Linked DNA regions of Ovis aries: region 1 is linked to region 2. A link is a contact called in public Hi-C data. All regions are on one chromosome and are shown on one strand. Each heading gives the region's core, a stretch centred on a gene start, on an enhancer-like site or on the middle of the called end of the contact. The rest is flanking DNA. Distances are from core to core; before and after follow the strand shown.

Region 1 (2,700 bases), core at 194-2,693, 360 kb before region 2:
CTTACTCCAAGGTGGCAAATTACTTACTTCAGTTCAGTTCAGTTCAGTCGCTCAGTCGTGTCCGACTCTTTGTGACCCCATGAATCGCAGCCCTTTAAATCCAGTACAAATATCTCTTCTCTGGGAAGACTTTCTCCCCCAGCCTTTTATTCGGTGCATTTTTCTTTCCTCAAGGCTCCCAAAGAGGGAGTAGCTCTCTTACAGCTCTACAGTACTGCCCGTAATTACTTATTTATACAACAATAGATCTTGAGACCCTTTAGGGCAGAATTCTCTTGAGTCCCTAGTTCATATTTGGTGGTTGGCCTACAGTAAGAAATCTTATCACTGGATACAAGAATGAATAAAGTCTCAAAGTCCCTACTCTGTTTAGATCTAGCACCATTTGATACGGACACGCCTTTGGACAAATCACTTTGATAAATCAGGCCAGTAATATTGGAGAAGGACATTGTGCGTGCGTGCTCAGTCATACCGAACTCTTTTCCATGCTGTTGACTGTAGCCCGCCAGGCTCCTCTGTCCATGAAATTTTCGAGGCAGGAATACTGGAGTGGGTTGTCATTTCCTCCTCCAGATCTTCCCCACTCAGGGATCGAACCCGCATCTCCTGCACAGGCAGGCGGATTCTTTACCACTGAGCCCCTGGGAAGTGGAGAAGGTCCCAAACGCTAAATGTGTCCGCCCAAACCCAGAGATATCTTAAGTACTACCTGTTTCCCCACCACGCCTTTCCCACCATGCTGACATTCTCTAGCTACTTTTAGGATGGGGCGAATACGGTGCTCAAGATGGATATTTTTCTCTGCCTGATCGAATAGCTTAGCTTTTTTTACATTTTTATTCTTAACATCCAAGACAATTCAGACTCCAGTATTTCTACTGGGGTTGGGAGTAACATCCTATTCTTTCATGGAGACATCCAAAGTCTGATTTTCCCCACTGGACTCAAAAGAGCCCCACCACAGCCCTCACACAGATTCGAAGACTGCCCACCGGTCGGGTGGGGTTTTCCAGCGGCTGGGGCAACGCAAGCCGGGGAGGCGCTGGGGGCGTCGCCCACGGCCGCCGGGCTCGGCACGCAGGGTCGGGCTGCGGTTGGCCACAAGAGGCATCCATCTTCCTGGAGAAGCGCCGCGCTTGCTTACCGCGCCGGTGGGGAGGAGCGGGGCGAGGGTGGAGAAGAGAGGTCGATCGGGCCCCTCCCGCGAGCCCTGCCCCGCCTCGCCGAGCCCGGCGCGGCCGCCCGGGCCGGTGCCGCCCGCAGCTCACTCCCCAGGCGCCGGGGAGCCGCGGGCCGTGAGCGCGCCTGCAACTTTGCGGCCGCCAGGGGCGCGGCTCCTCCAGGGGCGCGTGCGGGTGTGCCGGTAGCCGGCGGCCTCCTGGGGGCAGCAGCGGCAAGGGGGACCGGGAGAAAGAGGCCGTCTCGGCGCACGGTGGCCCGGGAGGCGGAGGCCCCGCGAGGCGCCGGCGGTGGAAACCTAAACTCCGCCGGGGCTGCGCCCAGGACGCGTTCTTACAGCGCGTTAGCCGCCCTCGCGGCGGCCGCCCGGGACTCGTTTTAGGATTGCGATTCCTCTACCCTGCCCGGGGCAGTAGCAGCCGTGTGTGCCGACGGAGGAGCGGCAGCAGCATCCCCAGCCCGGGCGGGACCCCTGAGCGCCGGAGCGGGCGGCTGAGCAGGAAGGGAGGGTCGCGGCGCCCGCCCTCCCCGGCTGGCCCTGCCCCACGCTCCCCGTGCGGGTGGCTAACAATGGTGCGGAGCGCCGGCGCGATCCCCGCGTCCGCCCAGCGGCTGTAGAGGAAGTGGCCGGGCTCCGGGTGGGGTGGGCAGGGAGACGCCCCCCGCCACTCGCCTGCTGGAGTTCGCCGGCGCGCCGGGCCTCTCCGGCCCCCTCCGGCCCCGAGCCCTGGGCGCCCCTCCGCATCGCCGACGGCAGCTCGATCCCGAGAGTATGGTGCCAGCGCCCGGGTTAATCTAGTCCTCGGCTCGCTCCTTTTTTTTCCCCTCCTCCTCCTCCTCCTCCTCCTCCTCTCCCTCCCGTCGGTGCTGCTTCTGGGTTCCCGGCATTTGGGAGTACAACTCTCTGCTTCTCCGAGGAGACTGACTGGTCGGTGACCCCTCACAGAACTTGCCCATTGAAAGCAAACCCAGAACAGCTGGATAATGTCCACTCCGAGCAGATTCAAAAAGGACAAAGAGATCATCGCCGAGTATGAAAGTCAAGTCAAAGGTACGGATGGGAGCGGCTGCCTTGCTCCTTTTGTGTGCTTTCTTGTCATTGTGCTCCGGGAGTTGCGTTTCTAACTTGGGGGTCTGCGTTGGAGGAAGGTGGTGAGAGACAACTGGAGCGCCTGGTTGAGCCATCCGGGGCTTCGCGCAAGCCAGTCTCAGTCCCAGTCCCGTCAGGTCCACGGGGAGCTGGAAACCGGGTGGCTCTCCCCCGCTGCCCGCTCGCCACTTCCAGTAGGGGAGAACTGGGTTTAAATTAACCACCTTCAGCGGCAGCTTACATAGGAGGTAGGCAGCAGCAGAGGTTCCCCCCCCCCCCAGTTATCATCACCGGCATCTTTTTTTATTTTATGTTTTTTAGAATATACTATTGTCACAGCCATTGATACACTGTCATGTAATTTTTTTTTTCTTTTAAAGAGTCATTTTTCTGAAGTCTGGACCCGAAGTGGTCTAGAGCTTCCTTGA
Region 2 (2,700 bases), core at 46-2,545:
TTTAATCAGCTGAGTCATTATAAATCTCATATCAAATGAGACATCAATTTTCAAATTTAAATGAATTGAGGAATTGCTCTACAGTTTCTAAGACCTGTCAAAGCTCCCAAGGGACAAAGTTAGCCAAAGTCCTCTGTAAGATCAGTGTCAAGCACCATCCTGCATGTTCTGCTGTTGCCGCTGCACAGCCAAGCAGTTCTCTTTCAGAATGCACCCCAACACAGCTACCCTTTGTGGCCCTCCCTGAGTTCTACCATCAGGCAGACTCCTGCCCCCAGGTGCTGATATTAGGTTCTTGTTGTTTAGTTCCTAAGTCATGTCTGACTCTTGTGACCCCACGGACTGTAGCCCACCAGGTTCCTTTCTTTATGGAACTCTCCAGGCAGGAATACTGAAGTAGGTTGCCATTTCCTTCTCCAGGGGATCTCCCTGATCCAAGGACAGGACCTGAGTCTCCTGCATTAGCAGGCAGAGTCTGACATTAGGTACAGGGCTACAGAAAGCAGAATACATTTGCATCTCTTCATTTCCTAACATTGATATCTTACACATACCATATGGTTTTAAATTTAAAGTATCCTAGAAACAGATTATCAAAATCAGATTGAAAAAATATGCAGACAAGTCAAAAGACTTGCATTTAATGAAGCCTCATGGATCTACAAGATATCAAGAGAAGTCTCCCAAGGAAGAAGGACACAGCAAGCATATTTCTTCTGACTCATTTCCTCTGGAGAAGCAGCTTAGAATTATTCAGGCAAAAGGCCATGAAATAATTGCATTGCAGAATTGCTAAACTCTATCTACAGGGCTTTCTTGGGAAGTCACATGGCATGTTTTTTCTTTCTCACTTGGATGGGAAAAAAATTTATTTTTCTTAAACTTACTTAAAAGAAAAACAAAAAACAGAAGTTAATGTGATGTTTTTATATAGACTAATTACAGAAAATAGACTGAGAATGATTTTCTACCTAATAATAAAAAATTACAGTAAAATTATGCTTGGAAAGATTTCAGTTCTGAGTAGCTTTTCTTACTGAGTAATCCACTGGATATACTCAGCATTGCTTGGCTATAGTTGGCTAAATGTCTTGTGTGCTCATGAAGTGGTTGGGCTTTTTGTGGTCACCCCATTAGTGTGTCAATACTGAACTTTTCCCCTCTATGTATTCCTTTGCAACGGCCTGAAAAAAAAAAAAAAAAAACTAGTTGTAAAAGCAATCAAAATAAATATTTTCAGATGCTGCTTTCCAAAATTGGGTCAGAGACCACTAGGGTACTGGCTCCCTGAAGCATGGGAAGAACTTCAGACGAGATCGGGCGCATTCAGGGTGGTATGGCCATAGTAGGAAGAATTTTAGTGGCTAAAGTAGAATTGCTGAGGAAGGTATTAGAAACAAGAGAGGAAGGAAAAAAGTAGAGGAGAGGACTTAACAGTAATCGAGAGAGAAAAATCAACCATGAAGAAGAAATAAGGGAAGGTTGTAATATTTTATATGAAAGTGTCTATGGTAAGTGGAAAAAATGGCTGCTTTGATTCAGATTTGGGGTTAAAGCTAAGAGGCAAGAGGCAGAAATCCTTATAAATTCTTACACATTTCTTTATAAACTCCTCAATGTCTCTGGAAGATGCTGTACAACTCACTATTTTAAAAGCTGACAAAAGAGAAAGAAGTGCTTCCGGGTCGCTGCCGGCTGCCGCCTCCCGGCACGCTCCAGAGAATTGCAGAGAAAGACGACAACCTGGTACCTATTGGCAAGCCGGGCTCAGAGCACTATGACAAAGAGGAAGATGAAGACGACGACGAGGACAGTGAAGAGGACTCAGAGGATGACGAGGACATGCAGGACATGGATGAGATGAATGACTACAATGAGTCACCTGATGACGGGGAGGTCAATGAGGCGGACATGGAGGGCAACGAACAGGATCAGGACCAGTGGATGATCTAGGTAGACAGAAAAGGTGGTCTCAAGAAAAGGGGTCCAAAGACGGCCCTGGACTCCCTGCAGAACCAGCTGATCACCCACCTCCATGGCCCACCCCAGTGCCTGAATGCTCATCCTCAGGCACTTCCTCAGCTGCTGCCAGGACCTGATCTTCTTGGTCCCTCCCAGGCCATCAGTCTGCCCTTGAATCCCCAGGGCCTAAGCCCAGCCCACTCCCTTCTAGCCAGCATCTCACCGCTTGTTTGTCAGATCTAGTCTCTTTCTAACTTTCTTTAATAAAGACACAGGACTGAAAAAAATAAAATGAAATAAAAATAAAAACTGACAAAAGAATAAAGCATTTATCTAGCCACCCCTTTATGAGCTGTTCTTCAAGGTAACTAAATAGTTGGAGGTGCAGTTCCTCTTTGCAGATTTGTCTAATAAATGAAATTCAGTTCAGTCGCTCAGTCGTGTCCAACTCTTTGCGACCCCATGAATTGCAGCACGCCAGGCCTCCCTGTCCATCACCAACTCCCGGAGTTCACTCAGACTCACGTCCATCAAGTCAGTGATGCCATCCAGCCATCTCATCCTCTGTCGTCCCCTTCTCCTCCTGCCCCCAATCCCTCCCAGCATCAGAGTCTTTTCCAATGAGTCAACTCTTCGCATGAGGTGGCCAAAGTACTGGAACTTCAGCTTTAGCATCATTCCTTCCAAAGAAATCCCAGGGCTGATCTCCTTCAGAATGGACTGGTTGGGTCTCCTTGC

The links. A called contact is a pair of places that touch in the nucleus more often than the background predicts.
Region 1: a Hi-C map of tail adipose tissue shows a contact between it and region 2, with 5 times the contacts expected there. The contact joins the promoter of SRGAP1 here to the promoter of LOC114113771 in region 2. A contact is called at or near these places in 2 of 16 Hi-C or Micro-C datasets (liver and tail adipose tissue).

The regions. Positions count from the first base shown.
Region 1 is chr3:156,043,632-156,046,331 of ARS-UI_Ramb_v3.0, reverse strand. It overlaps SRGAP1 (SLIT-ROBO Rho GTPase activating protein 1), which reads left to right and starts at 1,443. Exons shown (of 22, transcript XM_027967491.3): 1 at 1,443-2,233. The coding sequence starts at 2,167.
Region 2 is chr3:155,685,631-155,688,330 of ARS-UI_Ramb_v3.0, reverse strand. It overlaps LOC114113771 (anaphase-promoting complex subunit 15-like), which reads left to right and starts at 1,295. Exons shown (of 2, transcript XM_042247341.2): 1 at 1,295-1,387; 2 at 1,657-2,248. The coding sequence starts at 1,295. The coding sequence ends at 1,953.